2 separate regions of the Danio rerio genome follow, and region 2 is linked to region 1. Evidence: chromatin contacts called from public HiChIP or PLAC-seq data. All regions are on one chromosome and are shown on one strand. The core of a region is the stretch at or near the end of the contact, and the rest is flanking DNA. Distances in the headings are between cores, read along the strand shown.

The links. HiChIP or PLAC-seq counts read pairs in DNA pulled down with a chosen protein or histone mark.
Region 2: a contact with region 1 is called in an H3K4me3 HiChIP or PLAC-seq map of embryo, with 4 times the contacts expected there. The contact joins the promoter of LOC797711 here to the promoter of htt in region 1. A contact is called at or near these places in 1 of 18 Hi-C or Micro-C datasets (caudal fin) and 1 of 4 datasets of contacts at active chromatin or transcription factors (embryo).

The regions. Positions count from the first base shown.
Region 1 is chr1:44,461,355-44,469,274 of GRCz12tu, forward strand. htt (huntingtin) reads right to left here and starts at 3,000. Exons shown (of 67, transcript NM_131018.1): 1 at 2,903-3,000. The coding sequence starts at 3,000.
Region 2 is chr1:44,852,051-44,859,970 of GRCz12tu, forward strand. LOC797711 reads left to right here and starts at 3,693. Exons shown (of 6, transcript XM_073953222.1): 1 at 3,693-4,327; 2 at 4,454-4,507; 3 at 4,577-4,620. mogs (mannosyl-oligosaccharide glucosidase) reads left to right here. Exons shown (of 4, transcript NM_001080190.1): 4 at 1-831. The coding sequence ends at 506.

The DNA.
Region 1 (7,920 bases), core at 1,750-4,249:
ATCTAGCTGGCTTTTGCATTCAATACATTTACTATTCAAAATACTGTAATTTCAAGACATTCAGCATGATTGTGCGTGGACAAATCAATAGATGAAAACTTGCTAGGATTAGGGCTGCACGTTATTGGAAAAATCTAGAATTGCGATATATATATATATATATATATATATATATATATATATATATATATATATATATATATATATATATATATATATATATATATATATATATATATAAATTTTTTTTTTTTTTTTTTTTACTTTGTGATGTACTGTGATAAGAATACAATTTCACCAGATGACGTAATATCTATATTTGGAAAGGATTTATCATGTTAGATTGATTGGGATGATTCTGCTTTGAGAGTGCATCTCCATAAAATCTAATAGACAATACATTTTCATTGTGGTCTGAGCTATTTGCAATGTTTTTCTGTATTTGCATGTACGTGTTTTGTCAGAAATTGATGAATTTGTGTTTACTATTTGCATCTTCATAAAATCTAATAAACAATCTATAGACTTTTGGGGTCCCCCAACACATTTTCACTGTGGGCTGTGCTATTAGCGGTACAATTGTGTATTTGCATATGTTGTTATTTTCATGCATAACAATATATAAATACAATTTTTAAAAAGATAGAACAAAAATAAAGTGTTTTATCGTTTCCTTGAGTCTAATAGTATTTAAGTACAGTAACTGAATGATAAAAACAAAAATAACTCAATAAAATAAATCATTGTTAAAGTCACAAATGGTACAATTTTTATGCCTGAATGTTTTTAAAATCATTAATCACGTGCAAACGATCAATTATATCATAAACTCAACATTACATATATCATGCGATGTGACTATTGGTAATGATCACATTGCAATACCGATGCTGAAACGATATATTGTGCAGCCCTAGCTAGGATTATCTATATTAATAATATATGTACTGTAGGATTATCCAATATAATATTTCCATAATTCATTCATTCATTTACAATATATAAAATTATCAAATAGACTACAACAGGGTATATACAGGAGTCAAAGGGTAAAATTTAATACTTTTAAGACTTTTTTTAGAATCTTTCTATTAAGACCTCATCGCCACTTTAGTTCTGAACAGGTAACATTGGTGACATTTTAAAAATATATTTACTAAATAATGATTGAAAGAAACTAATCCTAAACTAGAACATTATTCATATACTTTATTAAAATGTTAATCCAGTCAGTTTCGCCTATAGAACAGCAGAAATAATGGTGCTGCCTTGGTTACTGCACTAAGCAAAGCAGTGTGACATCCAACTTAGTAGGGTTTAATCAATTTCACAAACTACACAGCATCCCAAACTTTCAAACAACGTCTAATACTTTTTGAGACCCATTTTAGTTACAATAATTAAACATGATTTGAAATACACAAAGCAGAATAATAAATGCAAGCAAAGCGACGAAAACTTTCATGTTTAAAATAACTTTTGTGCAAATGTCCAAATTACATTGTCATTCAGAATCACACAGACAGACACACACACACACACACACACACACACACACACACACACACACACACACACACACACACAGGTAAGAATACATACACTACTATCACTTTAAGCTGTATAGAAGTGTCTTGAAAAATATCTAGTCAAATATTATTTACTGTCATCATGACAAAGATAAAATAAATCAGTTATTAGAAACGAGTTATTAAAACGATTATGTTTAGAGATGTGTTCAAAAAATCTTCTCTCTGTTAAACAGAAATTGGGGAAAAAATAAACGGGGGCTAATAATTCAGGGGGGTTAATAATTCATCAAAAATACAGTGAAAATTGTGAAATGTTACTGCACTATGAAATAACTGTTCAAAAGTAGTGTATCATTTAATTTAATAGTTTATTTCTGTGATATTAAAGATGAATTTTCAGCTTCATTACTCCAATAGTCCCATAATCAATCAGAAATCACTCTAATATTAATTATTATTGTAAAAAGCAATAATTACTGGAGTGATAACTTCATTTAATAAACTTCAAGTAATAAATAAATATTTAAATAAGTGTTTACATTTTTTTTTTACATTTGATGATGAACAGAATAATTTTATTAAAAAAAATAAAAACATAAAAAGAACCCCAAAGTCTATATGTAAAAAACCGGTAATGTACATATAGACGTACATGTATAATAGTGGTTCAAATATCTGTCCTTAACACAGTGCATGACCAAAATATAAATATACATTATATTTTTGGGAATGCTCTGCGAACCTTAAATATTATACTTTAATATGGCATCAAAGTAAACATGCCAAAGCAGATATTTATGAGATGTTTATGAGTAAAGGGAAGGCACAATGACACATCTTACATTTTCAATATTTGGATACTAAAGACTATTTTTGAGTGTGTGTTTGAGCTGTACGTCATATATGACAGTATTGTTTATCTAATGATGTTTAGTGACAGACGAAGACAAGCAGTTGTGGGAAGTCAGAATAAAAATTCAGAAGATGGCAGCATTCAAACACAAATAAACAGATTCATTCAGTGTAATTGTTTTACACCACAACACTCTTGGACATCAGAAGTCCTGAAGCCAGTTCTTGAGGAGTGCGCAGTGTCTGATCTCAGCACTGACGCAGAATCTAACAAGGCTCTGTGACACATCTATGGTGTTGAGCATCATGTGATTAAAAACCCAAGACAACAACAACAATAGTCAGCCTTATGAAAAGACAACACTGCACTTATGCATGTTGTGATAATAACATTAGCATGGCCACGGTGTCAAGTGATGTCAGCGCCCTAATTATGAAGATGATGATCATGATGATGAAGCAGAGGGCTATTACTGCAACAAAGCGTTAAACAGCATTAACATCAGTTCAGCACTCACTGTTTCTGGACGAGCTCCTCGGCCGACAGCGGGCCTTGCTGCTGCTGGAATGATTTTAGCGACTCAAACGCTTTCATTAGCTTCTCCATGGTGGCCATTTTAACAGAAGCTGTGATGAAGATATAATCTGATCGGAGATAGGGTAATATTTACAAACTGAAAACGACAGCCAGTGTCACAGACTGGTAACGAGCGCTGTGCAGAATGCCGAAGGGAAACTGACGGTGTCGTCGAGACGGACACCCCCTCACGGAGGACAAAAGCCCTTCAAGTCCGGTCTAATTTCCGCACACCATCCGATTAGGACCATTGTTCAAACAATATGCTCTGAAGGTAGTTGATAGCACGTCCAGTTCCGAAAGCCATCTTAAAGCTGGGTTAGGAGAGCAACTGTTCTGCTGTATTTCCGGGTTAATAAAACTCCTGTCAAAATTGAAGTCCTCTAATTCATAATAAAATCAATGGCGAATGTCTGCATCTACAGCTTGCTTAGCTTGATTGTGATGCAAGTCTTCCGCCAGACCGACTGATAATGTTCTTGATCAATTACTAAACTTTTTTTTGTGTTTGTTTTGATAATTTAAAATTTGATGTAATATTTCTGACGAAACGAACATGTGTTATTGTTGTGTATACAAATATATTGGCAAATATACCCTATTGTACGTGTAAAAAGGACAGCTAGTTTCTGGAAAATTAATACACTTTATACATTTACTGTAATTGTGAAGACATCTAAACAAGCAAAACAAACAAATTAAATAAAACTATAGGTTGCTTTAACACAGATTATATTGTTTTTAAATCACACAAAATACATATTCTAATAATATTAAATTAATGGCTGGTAATTATAAATGTTATGTCAGATTTAAATATGTGCAACCATGTGGATCAGGGGTGCCCAAACTGGTTCATATGAAGGGCCAAAAACCAAATATCATTGAGAGCTGTGGGCCAAAGGTAAATACCCAACTATATTACATTAAAGTTGGCATGGGTAATTTCCTAACTTATTTCACTTTATTTTAAAATAAATAAAACAATTCTTTAAATTCTATTAATTATTATATTATAATTTTTATTATTTTATTAGTAGTATTATTATTAATTATTATCTTAATTGTATTGATGCAGTTATAACTTTTTTAATGATAACTTATTGTAATAACAAACAAACAATCGCATTTATAACACAGTGGAGTTCAAAAATAACTTTTAAAAATAAGACAAACAAACAAACAAAGGGTTGCATTAAATTTGAATGGACAATCTCAAAAGCATCCCATCATGTTTCCTCTATTCTCAGATGGGATGGTAGGTCAAATCAAAGATTACCATGGGCCAACTTTGGCCCGCGAGCATCTCGAGTATTGATCAACATGAAATGTACTGTCACATACTTTAAAAAGTGCATCTTTTATAACCTGATTATTGAACTTTCTACACTGTAAAATAACGCTGTAATATATTACTTTTTAAAGAATGTTCATATATCATCTAAAAACTTGACATTGTGAATGTCTTTAGAATTTTCAGAAATCAAATTTTTACAACTATATTAGAGAACATTACAGAAAATGGAAGCAAAAAAGCAATTAATTAATTAATTGAAATTAGATCAATTCATTTGTCTGCTAATTCATATTTCTCAGCCACAAGCAATGGTAAGGCGATTCAAATAAAATAAACATTTAATATTCATATTCACAAATGTTATAATGTTTAAATTCTTCACACTGAATGTAATTCCAATTTTTTAGGCTTGGCTGCTCAGGCCTAATCTCCACACAAACTTCAGATCCATCCACACTATAAGGCTTGCTTGTTATCCAGTACCTGAAAAAAAACAATTTCAAATTGGATAAATATATACTGCATATACACTGTAAATAAACATTTTTTTTTTAACTTTGGAGAAATATTTGCTCTTTCAAAAACAAAACATAGTATTTTTTTTCTCACTCTAGGATCGGTTCAGTGTTATCCACCCATTTCCACACTCCCTCAGTGGCATTCCCAGTGAGGCCAATCCATACATGACTCATTTGAAGATTAGTCACAAATTCCTGTAGCAACCCACATGTGATAGTGGGTGAAGAGAAATAAATGCCATAATCCTAAATTTGGATTCAATTTTTAATTTTTTTATTTGAATCTCGGTAATAAGCCGATTTGTTTAATAAAGATTATTGTTATTTTGCAGCCACACTCACCTGCTCATCTGGACTGTTTATGATCTCCAATCTCAGCACAGCTGTGTCTGCTCACATTCCATGACAGCATCACAGCAGAGGCACAATAAAGATGCGAGGAAAAGTTGCTCCATCCTGCCATACATCCTTAGAAGAGTACATGTGTTACATTCAATTGTTGAGCCACTAGCTTGTTATCACAACAGAATAAAAAAGACAAATATAATAATAAAAATCAAGACATTATCAATCAATTAAAAACAAACTCATTATTTGCCATTTTCTTTTCAGTTGTGTTTCCTCAAAAATAAAAAGAGTCTATAAATACGAAATACATGTCATAATTTTTAAATGTATGCCTTATAAATTGTGCCATGAATTGAGAACTGCAAGAAAAAAAAAGGAATTGAAAGACAAAAACCCCTATGGGGAGAATGGGCTTACAAAGAGCTGTAATTTGTTTGTATACATTACATAATGTTAAAATAAATAAATGAATAAATAAATAAATAAATAAATAAATAAATAAATAAATAAAATATATAAAAGTCATCATGCAACCAGAACTGACATTTTAGTTCCTTAGAACAAAAAAAATAATAAATCCTGAATTTTTAATGGTATTTGTTACTTTTATCATGTGTTCTGCTCTCGATCTTTAATTTAAAAAATCTTCATTTTCACCGATATCTAATGGTGGCCAGACTAACTGCCCCTCACTTGTTTTCAGCCAATAGAAAACAACAACAACAACAACATCATCTAATGATCCAATCAATTCGTGAAGGACAAAATCAAAGACCACCCGACATTTGTTTTTGTTCATTTGGTTTCATTTGGATAGAGTTGCTGTCAAAATGATTAGCTCTCCTGTGATTTTTTTCTTTTTCAAATATTTCCAAATGATGTTTTTACAGAGCAAGGAAAGTTTCACAGTATTTTCTATAATATTTTTTTCTTCTGGAGACATTTCTTATTTGTCTTAAATTATAAGTCTTATTTGTTTAAATTTGGCTAGAATAAAAGCATTTTTTAATAAAAAAAAAATATAAAAAACATTTTAGGGTCAATATTAAACCCCTTAAGCAATATTTTTTAACTGTCCTCATAACAAGTCATCTTTATACAATGACTTGCCTAACTACTCTAATTTGTTTAATTAATAACCAAGTTAAGCCTTTAAATTGCACTTTAAGCTCAATAGTATCTTGAAAAAATCTAGTAAAATATTATGTACTGTCATTATGACAAAGATTATAGAAATCAGTTATTAAAATGAATTATTAAAACTATTGTGTTTAGAAATGTGTTAAAAAATTAAAACATTTGGGAAAAAAATATACAGGGGCTAATTATTCAGGAGAGCTAATAATTCTTACTTCAACTGTTTGTATGTTAATAAATGGAAGAATAAACTATTTTAACTTACGCCCAACTTAAAAAAAAAAAAAAAAACATTTTTCAAAGAAGAAAAACAATGCCTAACAAAACAAAACAAACATGCTCAATGAATACAGTACCTACCAAATGGAAGAAGTTTTTCTAAAGTCTGTGATTTTTGGATTTGGACTGGTTCGCTAGCCAGAAGTTGATCTCTCTCTATAGTGAGATTGTAGTAACGTCTGTTCAGGTAGTCCTGATCATCAATACAGCGCTCATAGTTGGTCTTCAACTGGACAGTGTCTCTTCTGTGCTCGAACATTACAACTATGAGACCACTTAACAGGATGCCAAACAGAAATGCCAAGAGCACAATCATCACTTTGTAAAGTTTTGGTGAGCCTAAATGGAAAAAAAGGCAAACATTACAACACCAATAAAGCAATATGATATTTGATATTTAATCAGTCCCTCCAGAATTGTGAGAGTCCAGTGGCTGATGAGATAATAAAAAAAATCTAAATTGACAGATTTTTCTTTATTTTCACAGCAAAACACAAGTACAGTATTGAACCAAATAATGCTGTAAAATCTTTAAGAAAATCCATCACAAAACTCTTTTAGGCTACAAAATATAAAAAAGTCTCTGCAAAATCCTGGAGAGACTGTTAAGTACTGCTTAATTAATGTGTTGTAGCTTACCTGGTTCCTGGGAGTCAGTTTGGTTGATCTGAGATTTTGTAATCCCGCCGGTTAATTCTTGATTGTATGTGGTCACAGATGTGTGACTACAGTTGACCTTCGCTCCGTTCATTTCAATCTCAAATTTTTAACACAATTCAATCCTACCTGTGTAATTAAACAGCCCATATTACACTTTCATAACTTAAAAAGCACCATGTTAGCTATATGATAACATTATTCTCCATCATGTCCTTAAATGATGGAAATATTGAACAATGAGCGGGATGAGGGTTTAAAATGATTTCAGAATGACTCAACAGTTCATTTCAGAATGACAAAATATACAAACTCATTTGGTGAGGCTATGCTTACCGTAACACTTCATAACAAAACAAAGTATAATAATGACATAACAAATACTCACTGTGTGATTCTCTGACAGGATCTGCTATGCTACAGTAGACTTCCCTTTTTAAGATTCCCAAATCTACTGGAAATATATCATCACTTACTTCTTTAAACGATTAATGTGGAAACTGTGGCTTGCTTCTTCACACACTAAACCAAAACACCACTATAAATGTTTCATTAACTGTACCCATTATTCCAGTGGTTCTTAACACTGTTTTGCATATCACATTAACCAAACACACATGATTCAACTCATCACCTCATTAACAGAGACTTTGTGATCTGCAATGGTTGTGTGAGACAAACGAGGCATGTTAAATGTGCAGTCCTGGGGGGCTACAGGAAGAA
Region 2 (7,920 bases), core at 2,443-4,942, 390 kb after region 1:
TTGCTCGATTGGTTCGTTCTGTCCGCAGAGCCCCTAAGCTGCAGTATGTGAATGCATTAGGCTACGTTAGCCTATTTCCATTCTTGCTACATATTTTGACACCAGACTCGCCAAAAATTGAGCATATATTGCAAGCCATTAAAGATCCAGAGCGCCTTTGGACACCATATGGCCTCCGCTCACTGTCCCGCGCAGATCCACTCTACATGAAGAGGAACACAGAACATGACGCCCCCTACTGGCGTGGACCCATCTGGATCAACATCAACTACCTGGCTGTTAGAGCACTGCATCACTATGGCAGCATAGAAGGGCCATACAAGGAAAAGGCAGCTACCTTATACCAAGAGCTCAGGACTAACCTCATGAATAATGTTTACAAGCAGTATCTGGAAACAGGATACATTTGGGAACAGTACAATGATAGCACTGGAAGGGGGCAGGGAAGTCACCCTTTTACTGGCTGGTCGGCTTTGACTGTACTTATTATGGCTGAGAAGTATTAAAAATCAGTAGCAAGCCAGAATCGAGTGGTAAATCAAGATGCTCAACTGGTGCCATATGTTTGTTACAACAAAGTGTAATTCATTCTTAAGTGATTTAGATAATTGGTGTAATTTTTTTATTTGCTTGTTTAATGTAATAATCTGGAAGCCTGTTAAATTATGTCAATTTTACATCTGGTTTAATGTGATTATATCCTCAGGTTTGAAGCGCTGAAGGCTTTTTCTGGCTCAGACAATACAATGTCATCTGTGTGAACCAGTAGACAACAGTGCACTTATTTTGGTCCATTGCTGTTTGGCTTCATTAAAGAAAATAAATCCAAAAGTTCTTATTTCTTTAGTTTAATTAAATATTTTATTTAAATATTGAAATAATATATTCATAGATTTTCTCATATCTTGCTCTTTATGATTTTTTTTAAACCGTTGTGTTTTTCTGATTGATAAGATTTGCTTTATTTTATTGTGTGTAATTCATGTGTTATGTGTGCTGTTAATTAAATAGAAAAGATGCAAGTAAAGATACGAAAGCGGTCACTGGAATGTTATCTTTTCAAAAAGTATACTTTTGTACTTTTTTAGGTAAAATAGATGCACCCCAGTGATAGCTTTTGTATGCTTTAATTTCTAAGCTTGTATACAGTCGCTGACAAAAGTCTTGTCGCTTATCTATTTTGTACAAACGCCTGCTATTAATCTGACTTTTAATCAACCAAATGTTAGAAGTTAGAAATCGCTCATATGAAAAGCTAAACCTCTCTCAAATGATGTTTGATGCACTGAAATAAATTAGTTTCACTGAAAAAAGATGTATCATTTAATCAAGAAAGAAAGGTCAAATTTTAGTAAGACAAAAGTTTTGTCACCTTTACAGAAATTGAACATATTTACTGCAAAAAATATATAACAGTGCATTAGGTTGTGGTGCTGTGAGATCCAAATTTAATATTTTGAATGACTTCCATAAGCTTTTAGGACTGCATACATGCGGTTTGGCAAGAATTCATACAATTTATTGATAGAGTCATTAGGAATAGCACAGAAAGCAGTCTTGCATGCCTCCCAGAGTTCATCAGTATTCTTTGGTTTCCTCTTCCATGTATTCTCTTTCATCCTTAATGATGTTCATGTCTGGTGACTGGGCTGGCCAATCCTGGAGCATCTTGATCTTTTTCGCCTTGAGGAACTTTGATGTGGAGATGGAAGTATGCGATGGAGCACCATCCTGCTGCAGAATTTGCCCTCTTTTATGGTTGAGAATATAAGAGGTAGCTAAGATTTCCTGGTATTTTAGACTATTGATGTTGACTTGCAACCTGCAGATCCCTCGCACACCCTCATACTGGATGTAACTCTAGACCTTGTTTTACGTACTTTTTTTAGGTGAATCTTATATCCATGCAGACTCTAGGACAGTGGTGTCCAAACTCGGTCCTGGAGGGCAAGTGTCCTGCATATTTTAGTTCCAACCCCAATTAAACACACCTAACCCAGCTAATCAAGCTCTTTCTAGGTATACTAGAGTCCCAGGTAGGTGTGTTGGAGGAAGTTGGAGCTAAACTATGCAGGACACCGGCCCTCCAGGACCGAGTTTAGACACCCCTGCTCTAGTAGGTCTCCTTCAATATTTGCGGCAACCGGTGTAATTCAACAAAAGATTCATCTGAAAAAAAAAAAAAATCTTCCGCCTTGGCAAATGCCACACGTATTTTCTTTTTTTTTTTTTTTTTTTTTTTTTTTTTTTTTTTTTTTTTTATTAGAATATGCAAAAATCATACAAATACAAGAAAACGTCAACAAATAACAAATACAAAGCAACGAAACAAAAACAAAACAAAAACAACAACAATATAGTCATGTACTGGTATGTGCGTGAGTGTGTGTGTGTGAGTGTGTGTATGCATGTAAAGGTAACTTGGTGGACAGGTCAGAGTACATACATAAGGAACAATAACAGTCAATAAATGAAGCAAGTGTCACAGATATAGATAAAACATATAGAAAGAAACCAGTCAGAGGTAGGGAGTAACAACAATGCTTATTAATGTATGATAGTAAAAATTAGAGTAAAAAGAAAGAAAGGACAACAGTAATAACTGACAACAATAATAATAAATCACAAGTGCTACACAAACTACTACTACAAAAAGTTACTTATATTACAACTACTACTGCTTCTACTACAGCCACAACCACGACTACTACTACTACAATGTCTACTAATACTGATACTACTACAACGACTACCACTACTGATACTACTATAGCGTTTGCTACAACTAATACAACGTCTACTACTACTACTACTACTACTACTACTACTACTACTACTACTATTACCACTACTACTACTACTACTACAATCACTTCTACTACATCTACATCAACAACATCTACTACTGATATTACTACACCAACAACGACTACTACTACTACTGTAACTACCACACCATTACTACTTCTGCTACTACTTACATGAACTACTACTTCAAAAATCTCCGTAACAATTACTCAATAACAATCGATACTATTACACTGTCTACTACTTCAACTACAACTACTACTACTACTACTACTACAACAACTGCAACCTTAATAATGATAATGGTATAAATACTTGTAATAATGATAATGGAAAGATAACAGGACAAGTCAGAACAGTAATAATAATAATAATAATGATTTCAAAAAATAAAAGTAATACCATTTATGACAAAGGTGTCGAGGAGAGGGGAGGATGGGAAAAAGGATGGGAAAATCAGGGAGAGGACAAGTAATAATAATAATAATAATAATAATAACAAATAATAATAGTAGTAAGTAGTAAGTTTGAAGGGGAGATAGAGGAAAAGAGAAAATAAACTAATGATAATAAACAAAAATTAATAAAATACTTATAATAAAAATAAATAAATAAAATAGAATAAAAAATAAAAACAGAAAAGGAAGGGGAGGAGTAGAAGAAAAAAGAAACAATAAGAGAGAAGAAAAATAAAGTTCAGCAAACAAAGCAACAAGAATAAGCCAAAAAAAAAAAATAAAAAAAAAAAAAATGCCACACGTATTTTCAATTGTCTTTTGTTTAGTGCTGGCTTCTGGCCACTGATTCAGCCATGGAGGCCATTTTGAAACCGATTTCGACAAACTGTTTGTTTACACAAGGACTCCAGGTGACCAGGTCCCGTGGAGCTCTGCTGCTGTGGAAAATGGGCTGGCCTTGGATTTTCGAGCCAACAAACGGTTCTCTCGAGCAGTTTTCTTGCGGGGTCTGCCTGACCTGGGCAAGTCAAAAACGTCTCCAGTCTTCAAATCCTTTTTGTTATCCTCTGTACTTGACGCTGAAACATGTTGAAGGTGTCTGCCTTTTGATAACCAACCCTTTTGTCTCTAGGTGAATCGTAGGCTTGTTTGCAGAGGTCTAGTGTATTGGGGTATTTTTTATACACACCTAAGACCTAATTTATTCATTATTAGTTACAGGTGAAGTTCTAATGACAAGGCGGCAACACATGGTTTTGCAAAAACTCACTCAATGGACTTTACCACGCTCAGAATATTGGAATACTTTTTGACAGTTTCACTTTGTACTGAAACATTATTACAAAAGCTGTTGGGATTAAAACGAGCCATTTCTTGTAAAGTCAGTTTGAACACAAGCAACAAGACTTTTGTCAGAGATTGTACAAAGTTCAAAACCATTTAGGCTGCTTTCAGTGTGAATATTGCTTGTCTGTGTGTGGCAGGAAGTGATGTTTGTATTCTCTGCATGTTATGCTTTGTTCTTTTTCAGGCAGACAGTCACAGACAGTATTGAACATAAGGCAAGTGTATAGGACATGGAGTCAACAATTCACAAATGAAACCAGATCCAGTATACATTAGACAAATTAAGTGAAGTATTTTACAACTACATAAAGAGTGAATTAATAATTAGGTCTGTTTTACAGAGTTCCAATGGTGCCATGTTCAACAGGAGATTCTAATGAAACTCATATTCAAATGTAAGTGAATTCACTAGTTTATTTAAAGGGTCTTTTAAACTTTGTAATTCATGTTTTTTATTCATGTAGGCAATGGAGCAACAGTTTTTTCAGGCCTGTAACAGGAAAGCTAGGTAAGCTTGTAGATTAATTATGATTGTTTAAGTGTGTTGTTGATGATTAGAAGGTAGGTTCAAAAGTTTGCTCACACACTCCTGGTTGAGTCTCTTGATGAGTCAGTCTCTCTTTGGTATTTTGTTTTTTCAAACTTCAGCATATTTTCACAACCATGTGACAACGTGAGCAGTCTGACGAATGATCAGAGGAGATAAGCACACATCTTCCTCTACATTTTCATTCCCCTTCAGCATCGTAGCATGTGTGCCCTCATAGCTATTGCCATTTGAAATGCATCTTCCAGCCTTTGTAGTTTTTGGTTGTTCAGTGTGACTAAAACACTCACAGCGCAATCCCCCTCCCTCTCCCCAGACGCACGGCACAATGGGATAATAGCCAAAACAGCATTAGCGAGATCTAACGCACAGGCATAAATAGATGAGTCAGAGTTCCTCCATTTGCGCATTGATGAGATCCTGAGCCTCTGTTTGCATCCATTGGTAAGAGTAGTTGGGGCATATTTACGTGAGTCACACTTTCTTTTGCCCCGTAATGGGACACTTACTGAATTAAATTCTCAAATCTTCCTGTTTTATGGAGTCTGAAGGATTCATTTGCTGATTATATCAGCCAATGGATCAGAATAGAGCTGTTCATTCACACTTCAAGCTCAAAAGAATCAATATTATAGAGTGGAGATTGTAATGATGACACTAGACTGCTAGGGGGAGCCATTTAATCACACTGTGGATCAGAAATACATATTTTGTGACACTTGGTCTAACTAATTTACCTTCATTCTATCTTTCAGTCATTTCAATATCATTAGCCGAACAGACTGATGTTGTCGTCAGCATTGCTCTCTTGATTTTGTGTGAAATGTTGTGAGGATGGCTCATAGTGCCGAGGGTAAACTCTTGTGTTTGTTATCCCTGAAAGCGCTCTTTTTCTGTGTCATAAACACTTGTTACCTCAATGAATCTGGTGGTGATGTAATCACAGCTACAGTGACGTTCAGTGGTGAATATCTCCCACCACCACAGGCTAATATGCGTCCCATGGGAGCTTGAGATGCTGATCAACAAGCGCTTGTATGCCAAACGTTCACCCTTTAGCAGTGCAACCATCATCATCCTCATCTCTCCATTTAAACTCTTTCTATCCCAATTTATACCCCTCCCCTAGCCTTCGATGTTTGCTCAATCGACAGCATAACATCTACACATCACTCGATTCTAGGGTCGCAGCCCCAGTGCCACCCCGAAACCCAACCTCCCTCGACCAGCGCTGGTCTGTGTGGAGATTATGTAAGCTTGCCTCCATAAATAGTGGCGCCCGGGATCTTTTGTCTTTACCTGCTCGCTCTTAGCCCAACAGTTTTATTTCTGGAGAGCTTGTGGAAGCAGTGCCATGCAGAGCGCCTGTTACCATAGTTACTTATGTTAGCGAGAAGAGAGCGAGAGAGAGAGAGACGCCACATTCTTATTTGGTTTCCTCATAGCAGCAGTGCAATCTGCTTGAATAGACTCATCCCTTTTCAGTCTATAGTTGTCCCTCAGAAAAGGTGATGAATTCTTTTATAGCCTTTTATAGAATCACCTTGATAGGGTCAGGCGTTATGAAGTCTGGCTCATAAAGAAATACGCAGTGCTCGAATGACACCGCAGGGAGAGAAGCAAGTTCGCAGTGCACATTCACTTTGTTTATTTCTCCAAACGGCTCAGGTGCCGGTTTGGGAGTTGAGGGAAAAGTTATGGGCCTCGTCCCCATAACAAGCAAGAGTGCTGAAACATTGAGGGGCCTGCTGCGTGACATGGAGTGAGCCCTGTCAGCGTGCTGCTAAGCTAATTGATCCTCGTTTATCTGTGATTAGATAACTCCAGGTAGCTGGAGGAGAGCCAGATTGGCCTGCTGGTGTGCTCTGTAGCTGTGGCTCAGAGTAGAGAGGAGGTTGCTGGGAATGTGGGGGAGTCAGTCAGAGCGGGCGGGGATCTGCTGGAACCCTCCGCAGTCACGATCAGGAAGAAAGCCGAAGCTCCGACCCCTCCCAGCCTGAGAGGCGAGGATGGATGTCCGGGGACAAGGGTGGGCGAGCGCAAGGGTGTATTTCTGGAACTGAAAGGGAAACCTGCAGCTCGCTGAGTGGGGTTTTGGTTGGTTTCGCAATCGGGCTTCCCTAACCCCACTCCCACACTGGTAGATGGAGGCGGGCGATAAGTTGCTGGTTCAAAAGAGCTATGCTTTCTGAAAGGGGTTCAAGCACTGGAACGTAGTCATGCAAGAGATTGTGAGTGAAAGGCAAAAAGAAAGCTAAATGATTTGGCAGTGTGATGCAAGCTTGCATCGAGTCGTGTTTCCGGTCGTGGAAATCTCTGATGTTGGTGCTCCCAATCCCTTTTTTCGGTTTGTCATTGTTGCTATGGCATGAGGAAGACGAGGCTTCATCCGGTGCCGTTGGGGGTTTAGAATATGGGACATACTGCAGAAATGTGATGTGGAGGGCGTACCATATCTTTGCTTCTTGAAAACCTACCAGACATTTTTGAAAGTGCTCCAACCCTTTTTTTTTCCAGCATGTCTTTCGGCATTGCAAGCACACAAGATGTTTGCAGTGGTAAATCTTAGTTGTTGTTTTTTTATGGCTCGGTTTTTGTACTTTTAGTTGCAATATTTTCCTTTTGCAGTGCTGCCTCTTCCCTCAGCTCAATCATTGCCTTGGGAATTAGTCAAATTATGTGTGGATATGATTATACCATTTGTTAATGGTGTTGCCGAGCATCTACAAAATGCTGCTCTGAACAGATGGATTACAAGCATGAAAAGAAAACGAGTGAGGGCATAGTAGAGACACAGTATTCATTTTATTTTCCCATGCTTTGCACTGTCAGGAGCTTATAGTATAGAGATCATCTATTTTACCATTGGCAAATCTTGATTTAGGAACTGAAAGGGGCTTAAGGCATCTGTAGATATTGCAGTGCCAGCTCAGATCACCTAGCGTTTCCTTTCAAACAAACTTTTAAGAAAATACAGACACATCGATGGTCTCATTACACTTTTACCTTCATTGCATTTCTTTGGTATAATAATCTTGGTAAGTGCAGGAATTACATAAATCCATTACTGAGCTCCGTGGCATTTTGCAGAGGCGAGAGGTGAGCGCTGCTCGGCAGTTATCACAACAGCGTCTCAGTGTTATGAACTCTTTAAGAGGAGAGCTTTTTAATAGGTTTAGGTCAACTGGGAGAGACCACTGGAGAGGGGGATATTAGGGCCTCGAATAGGGGAAAGTATAGCATGATGTGAACAGTTACCTC